Regions from separate parts of the Oryctolagus cuniculus genome. Here region 2 is linked to region 1. The links are chromatin contacts, called in public Micro-C maps. All regions are on one chromosome and are shown on one strand. The core of a region is the stretch at or near the end of the contact, and the rest is flanking DNA. Distances in the headings are between cores, read along the strand shown. Region 1 holds the start of EFCAB14 (EF-hand calcium binding domain 14). Region 2 holds the start of TMEM275 (transmembrane protein 275).

Region 1 (3,635 bases), core at 558-3,057:
TGCCAAATTTCTACATCATTTCAATTAAGTTAAATATAAGTGGCTGGGGCCAGCGCTGTGGTATAGCAGGCTAAGCCTCCACTGGTGGCACCAGCATCCCATATGGGTGCCGGCTTAAGTCCCAGCTGCTCCACTTCTGATCCAGCTCTCTGCCAATGGGAAAGCAGCAGAAGATGGCCCAAGTCCTTGGACCCCTGCACCCATGTGGAGACCCAGAAGAAGTTCCTGGCTCCTGGCTTTGGATCGTTGTGCCCATCTGGGGAATGAACCAGCAGATGGAAGACCTCTCTCTCTGTCTCTCCCTCTCCCTGTTTGTAACTCTACCTCTCAAATAAATAAATAAGATCTTAAAAAAAGAGAAAAGTGGCCATGTGTGGGTAATGACTACTGTTTTGGGCAGTGCAACTCCAGAAGCAAAAAGGGACAATGCAGATGGAACTGCACCATGACCGGGGGCTTCCAAGGTGCTGCCACTATCATCTTCTCATCATCTGTCCTGTGAAATCAGTGGTCATCTCCATTCTGCAGCAGGAAAACAATGCATTCATGCTGGCAGAACTAGTGTTAGGTTCATGATTTACTCCCGGGCCTCTTAACTCCCAACCTCCACTCCATGCTCTATGCCGCACCGCCCACTTATGCAGTCACCACATATTTGTAAGGTCTTTGTCACTAACACCTTAACCACTTCAAGTCAAGTTAGATCCAGACCCAGGCTTTGGTTGGGAATTCTCAGACAAGGGCTGTGTGTCACAAGAGATTACTTCAAGTGACTCTTCTATGGTTCAAAGCACGTTGCTTTAAATATCATTCATATCTGATGACATCTCAATTTCTACTGCAGGTCCCAGTCTCTACCCAGAACCCCCAGAGGATATAGCATCTACCTGACATCTACATTTGAAAGCTGAATTGACTTCCCAAGCTTGCCCCATACCTGGCCGACTCCATCTCAGTTCCACCGTCTCCCTCTTATCCCCATCTCAAGCCCCTGAAGTCATCCATGACCTTTTTGATAATTTGTTTTTGATGCCTTTCATCTAAGGCATCAGCAGACATTGTCTGCTCTGTCCTCAAGAAGCATCCAGGACGCTCTCTCCATCACTGCCAGTCTCGCCTATGGCCTCCATCTCCAGCTGCAGAAATCGAAAGAGAAAATACGGGATGCCCAATTAAACTTGAGTTACGGACAATCTTTCAGCATGAGCATCTCCAGATGTTGCATGGGATCTAGTTACACTAAAAAGTTACTCGCTGTTTATCCAAAGCTCTAACTCTACTGGTGTCCTTGTGTTTTTATTTGCTACACTTGCAACCCTATACAGGCAGTATTTTGTTCACTGGAGTATCGCCGGCTCTAGAAAACCTCTGACACGTAGCACTCATTAAATATTTGTTGGATGAATGCGTATGCTCAACTGGGTCATTAATCTGAAAGACGCCTAAACTTTTAGTAAACAGCCTGCGAGTCAGCGGGGCGGCGCCTCTGGGCTGGGTTAGTCCAATTCACAACCGGGGACCAGGGAGGCAGAGGAACTCTCCAAGCAGGTGGCCCAGCTATTTTGTTTTGTCTACCCCGCCCCCGCGCCTCCGGAAACCAAATTCGGGCGCGGCTCAGGTGAGCTCAGGTCCCGGGCGGCGCCCCTGGGGGCGGGGCCTCCCTAACCGGCGAGCGGGACGCAACCCTGGTCAGAGTCAGGGCCCCTTTAACGCCCCGCCTCCCACCTCCGCTCGCGCCCTCCGGCGTGACGTCACCCGGCGAGCAACCAATGGGGGCACGGCTTACTGGCAGGCGGTGCCGGCGGCCGCTGCCAAGGGGGAAGTGAGCTGGGGCTGGAGCGATGGCCCGGGTCTGGACCCCGCGGCCGCCGCCGCCGCCGCCGCTGCTGCCGCCAGCCCGTCGAGAGCAGCCGCGGCCGGAACCGGAGTGGGGCCGGGAGTCGCGGCTGGCGTGGGAGCGGCGCGTGTGAGTTGCCGAGAGTCGCCGGTGCCGGAACACCTCAAACTCTGGGCGGGAGGGCTTCAGGTGAGCTGAGCCGCCTTCGCCCCTCAGCACTGCGCCCCCCAGGCCCAGACAGCAGGGCTGGGGGTCTCCCCTGTCGTGGGACTGGCTCCTTTCAGGCCGGGCCCTCAGAGTCGGGCTGCGGGTCGCCCTCGATCTCGGGCTCTCTTCAGACTCAGGTCGGAGACGGGAGGACCGGGATCAGCCCAGACCCCAGCCGGCTTCCCGGCCCCGGCATTCTCTGGGCGGCCGGGAGCCCCATCCTGCTCCCACCTCTCCAGACTGGGAGGGACTGGCGAGTTGCCACTGGCTAGCTCTGCACCTCTGCAATTCAAGAACAAGTTTCTTTCCCCGGATCTCCAAAATAAGTAGCCTGTGTGTTCTTCCCCGGCTTTCTGAGGACACTTAGAAGTATTGTCAGGGCTGAGACGCTCACGTTCTTGACTTGGATTTGTATCCGCTGTGGGAGATAGGTTGCCCCTCTCCCCCCGCCCCTTTCCACTCAGTGACACTCCATGCCCATTCGGATCACAAGCTCCCCGGCCATCTCTATGTGATCTCTCCCATCCCACCCCCACCCCGCCCCCAATCTGAGTTCCAGTTTCCTCTGGGCTCCAGTCTCCAGCCCCCAGCGGTTCTGGTCAGTCCCACCCCTGGGTGGGAGTGACCAGGGGGCTCTGGCCCAGGATACCCCACCCTGGAAGGCAGCTCCAAGGCAGCAAGGGAGTTGGGCGTCGGATACGAACCTGGCAGCTCAGGAGTGGCCGCTCCGCTCACCCCGCACAAGAAGATGAAAAAACGCAGAGAGCTCAATGCGTTGATCGGCTTGGCTGCGGACAGCCGGAGAAAGAAGCCCAAGAAGGGCGCCAGCAGCCACCGCCTGCTCCGCACGGAGCCTCCGGACTCGGACACGGAGTCCAGCTCTGAGGAGGAAGAGGAATTCGGTGCGGCTGGAAACCGCTCCCGCTTTGTCAAGTGAGTGAGGCCGCGGTAGGGATGGGCTGGGGACTAGGCAGCCCCTTCACTCTCAGGAGGGCGAATTGTTGGGAAGGGAAGAAGGGTGTAGCTAGACCTTGGAAGGCCAAGGTGAAAGGCGCTAGGCAGGAGACGAGCTCCCGTCCTTAGGTGTGGAGAGAGGCGCTCTGAGCCGAGGGCGCATGTGCAGACCTGGGGGTGTGCCAAGAGCCCAGGGAATCATAAAGGGACGAACAGAGACAGCGAGGCAGCATGCTCTCACTTAGACAGCTCTTAAACATGTCGACACAGGGACTTCCAGACTGCAAGCCGTTTGTTTCCTGTGCCCTTGATGAAGCTGAGTCCTGAGAAGATGGGGAGGATGTAGTATGGAAGGCACAAGCCGGGGCGAGGAGAGGCAGGCAGGCTTTTTCCCAGGCCATTTCTAGGTGGAGCGGTCATGAGCTTTGTGGACACTGGGCATTGGGGCTCACAGTGGGAGAGATCTGAGGGAACCTTGAAGGTGCGCCTGGAGCCTCTCAGGAGGAACACGGAAAGAGGATTCAGCCGAGGCTGTGGAAGCAGGAGCTAGGCGGAAGGTTGGTGCTGAAAGACTTGAATCCTCTGGTAGGAATGTCTGTGTGCTTTTATGTTGTTAGATTTTGGTTTCTTCTAAGTA
Region 2 (4,150 bases), core at 412-2,911, 180 kb after region 1:
CACTCTCTGCTCCCAAGAACCTGGCATCACTTGGGGGGAGGGGAGGGGAGGGGAAGGGAGGGCTGTCTCCGTCCCCTCCAGCAGAGGCATGGCCTGCAGCCTCAGCCTGAGACCTTCCCAGGGGCAGGAAGACCCTGCACTACTGAGTGCGCTGGAGCAGGGGTTCAAGGGGAGGTCTGGAGGTCTCACAGCCCACCCCGTCAGCTGTCTGTCTTTGCCAGGGTTTGGGGGTCTCTAACTGCCTGCCAGCTTGATATGGAGTCCCAGTAGAACCGCCAGCTCTCAGCGTGGTGACAGGGGGAGGGAACCCTGGAGTCCCAGCTTGGGACCAACCTGGGGGAGGTCCTCCAGGGCCACTGACCTGCTTGAGCCTAGCAGAGCCCCACCTTTGTCCGTAGTGAAGGAGCTGAGCCGCACCTCCCTGGCCCCGCACTCATCCTCACCCATGCAGCACGCGGCTTCCTCGGCCCTGGTGCGGTGCGGGCTTTGAAGGTTCCTCCACGCAGGGAGTGGGCAGCTTTGCTGCTGCCAAAGCGGTCCTGACCGACCTCCCAGGGCCAAAACTTCTCGATTCCCTTCTGTGTCAACCACAAGGATGAAGTTGACTTGTATTCAAGGTGGCGTTGTGGGTGACAACGCTGAGCACAGCATGTGGGGCCACTGGTCCTGGCCAGCCCCCTGTGCCTCACCCCACCCCCACCCCACCCCACCCAGGCCCCTTGCCTGCTGTCTGTTCACAAAGCTAACACAACTTACTAAGCATGATCTGGTCCTTTCGAGGGCCTTTGAGCTGCCATCTCATGTTACAGAAAGGAATTCTCATACAGAAGCCTGAATCCCTGCACTGGGATGACATTCCTCCGGCTTCTGAGGAAATGTGCAGCATTCTGCAGTCCAGGCATAGATCCCAGAACCAGGCGCCCCTGGAGAATCCTAGAAAGGAATTCTGGCGTCCAGTGGTGGGGCTTCACATCCAGGTTCCACAGCAGAGCCCTGGGCGGTGGAACGGACATAGGCTTGGCATCGAATAGAATGCCCAGTCCAGAAAGGGCCCCGGGGATCTTGGGTGTGCTGCAGCCCGGCACAGCCCCGCTGGGGACTGTCGGCTCCCACTGGACACCTGCAGCAGCGGGAGGTCCTCCCTCTCAAGGGCCACTCACTCAGGGCCTCGTCTGATGTACAAGAGCATTGATGTCACTGCTGTCCCTACCAGAGCCTGCTGAGGGCAGCAAGTCATTTAGGTCCTGGCCCACGATCCTGAGAAAACTACCTCTGCCCCGGGCTTGTTTCTTCACCTGATGGAGGAGGGGCTGGACCAGAGGATGTCCAAGGCCTCTTGCACTTGGGGAGCAGGGTTGGGGGGTGTTCTAAGTCCCAAAAGTGGCCACCTGCCCTCTAATTAGGACTACTGATGAGGATTCTCGTTTAATGAGCACCTGCTGAGCACTTACAGCCATTCACTTAACCCAGGAAGGCTGCCTGGAGGTGGAGGGACTGCAGCTATCTGGGAGGCCAGAGGAAGTGGGGAGGGAGAGAAGACTGCGGGAACAGGGGCTTTATGGACTGTGTGGGGAAGCCATGGGCAGAATCTCGCCATATGGAATGAGCTGTTGCTTCCTAGAGGCAGGGGGCTGGCCAAGATGAATGTAGCCACAGAAGTGAGTCTGGGGTTGGAGACTGAGTCGCCCCGCTGACTCCTCCCTCTTGCTGTTTGCCCACAGGACGACCCTGAACTTGGCGGCAGGAGGCCACTTGATGCGTGCCAGGAGGGCGCAGGCCAATGCCGCCCGCGGAGAAGAAGAGCACGGGGCCCAGGGCTCGGGCCCCCACGGGCCGCGCTCAGGGCCGGCTACCCGGCCTGCCTTCGCCCGCACTGTGCTGCGCCTGCGGTCTGTGCGTGCTGCTGGCGGGCGTGAACGTGACGCTGGTGGGCGCCTTCGCCTCCTTCCTGCCCGGGCACAACGCGCCGCTCGTCGTGGGGCCGGTGCTGCTCGCGCTAGCGCTGGGCTTCTTCGCCGCCTGCTGCGTGTGTAGCCGCCGGGGCCCAGCGCCCCGTGCGCGCTCGGCGGCGGCCGCGGCGGACCTAGGCCGGGGCGGCGGCCGCGCCGGGCCGGTGGCGCTGGAGATGGAGAGCAGCGAGCGCACGGCGCAGGACACCACGGCCGTGCAGCTCAGCCCCGCCGTGTCGGCCGCGTCCTCCGGCCGCTCCAGCCCGGGCCCGGGCCCCTTCGCCCTGGACGCGCCGGCGCCTGCAGCCATCTGCGCGCCACGCACCGAAGGACTTCAACTCAACCTGCCCCGGGAGCGGGCCGCCCCCTAGCGGACCGGGCCCCCGGCCGGACTCCTCTGCCCGGCTGCTCTCCGTTTAGTGCTGTTTAAGCACTTACAAGAAAATGTTTTTCAGAAGGGCACAGGTGGCCTCCTCTGTCCCGTCTCCGGACCTTCAGCAGGGGACAACGTGGTGATGGCGGAAGGACTCGCGTCCCTAAACAGGAAGCGAAGCCTTGGTCCCTATGTGGGGCTTTTGGGCCCTACTTCACCTCGTCCCCCTGACGATGCAAATGAGTCCCTGAACCCTGAAACTCTGACTTCAGCCCCTCCCCCCATGGCATTTGGGCACTGAACCAAGACGCCTTCATGCCAAGGGAGTGGGAGGGAGAGGGAGAGGAGGGAGGAAGGTCAGCCAGGGCTGTACCTGTCCCTGCAAACCGTGACAACGCCCTCGCCTGCCCCTGCCACCCGTGTCTGTCACAGCATGGGATTGGGATTATCAAGGGCGGTTCTGGCTTGTGCCAGTATGGTCCGTAGGCTGGAGCTGCATTGAGAGCACACCCTCCCCTCTCTCTGACTCGGGGAGCAGGGCTGGGGGGTTCCTACAACCCTGAAGGTCTCTGCGCAACCCTCACTGTCCACCCGCGGCGACCAGGCCACACCATCCGTTCTCCCGGTGCCTCCTCAATAAAGCACCCTTGGAGTCTGTGTTCTGCAAGCCTCTGCCTGAGCATCCTGGGTTCTGGGCTCGCTCCCACCTGTGGCCAGTGGCTTCAGTGTCCTAGCACCGCACTAGCTGGAGACCCAGCAGGGGAGAGCAGTGGGTGACTGTGGGCACAGGTTCGGTGGCTAGGGTGGGGGCAAGGTGAAGAGAGAAATGCGACTGTGGGTGCAAGTCCTGGCTCAGGTGTGAGGTTTGGGTAACACTGGCCTCACACATGTAGGGGAGTGGGAGGTGGCTGTGGTTGTGGTGGAGGACATTGGCTCCCAACAGGGATGATAAGGGGACAAAGGCTCCCCAGGGCTGTGCAAAGGCCAATCCCTTCTTCCGGCCTGACTGGACATGGCCCAGCCTATGGTCTGTCCAGGAAGCTGAGGGCATCTGGTGGAGAATAGGGACCACATTGGGGGGGGGGGTGGTTTCCAGGCGCTGCAACGTAGCAGGTAAAGTCACCATCTGCAGAGCTGGCATCCCATGTAGGCGCTGGTTCGAGTCCCAGCTGCTCCAGTTCCTATCCAGCTCCCTGCTAGGGCCTGAGAAAGCAGTGGGAGATGGCCCAAGAGTTTGGGCCTCTGCACCCATATGGGAGACCTGGAAGAAGCTCTTAGCTCCTGGCTTTGGCACAGCTCTGGCAGTTGCAGACATCTGGGGAGTGAACCAGCAGATGGAAGACCTCTCTCTCTCTCTCTCTCTCTCGGCCTCGGCCTCTCTCTAATTCTGCTTTTCAAATAAATAAATAAATCTTTAGTTAAAAAAAAAAAAAAAGAAGCAGCAGAAGAAGGAACAAGGGGACAGGGGACCAGGAAAAGGTCCTGCAACTCTGGCCCACCCCTCCTGTCCCTGCAGGGACCCAGGCCAGCGCGAGGGTAGCACGCATTGCAATACCTGCTGGGGACCATGACTCCCCAGCTTCACCGCCTCCCCAAGATGGGCCCTGCTGCTCTTCTGCCATGGCCCAGGCACTTCCCACCAGCCCCAGAGTTCTGTCTTCCCTCAGCTGACCCCGTCTCTACCCCTCCCCTTGAGCCGCAGGAGAGACCGAGCAGGTCAACTCTATTGATTGTTGCGGGTCAGTGGGCACTAACCACTGAAGCACCCAGCCCCGGAGGTGACAGCCTCTTCTCAGAACACTGCCCCTGCCCCACCTTGCATGCGCGT

The links. A called contact is a pair of places that touch in the nucleus more often than the background predicts.
Region 2: a contact with region 1 is called in a Micro-C map of ear pinna, with 3 times the contacts expected there. The contact joins the promoter of TMEM275 here to the promoter of EFCAB14 in region 1. A contact is called at or near these places in 2 of 6 Hi-C or Micro-C datasets (ear pinna and an unstated tissue).

What each region holds. Positions count from the first base shown.
Region 1 is chr7:126,086,992-126,090,626 of mOryCun1.1, forward strand. EFCAB14 (EF-hand calcium binding domain 14) reads left to right here and starts at 1,808. Exons shown (of 10, transcript XM_070078553.1): 1 at 1,808-2,977. The coding sequence starts at 2,793.
Region 2 is chr7:126,271,562-126,275,711 of mOryCun1.1, forward strand. TMEM275 (transmembrane protein 275) reads left to right here and starts at 1,662. Exons shown (of 1, transcript XM_051856516.2): 1 at 1,662-2,989. The coding sequence starts at 1,781. The coding sequence ends at 2,320.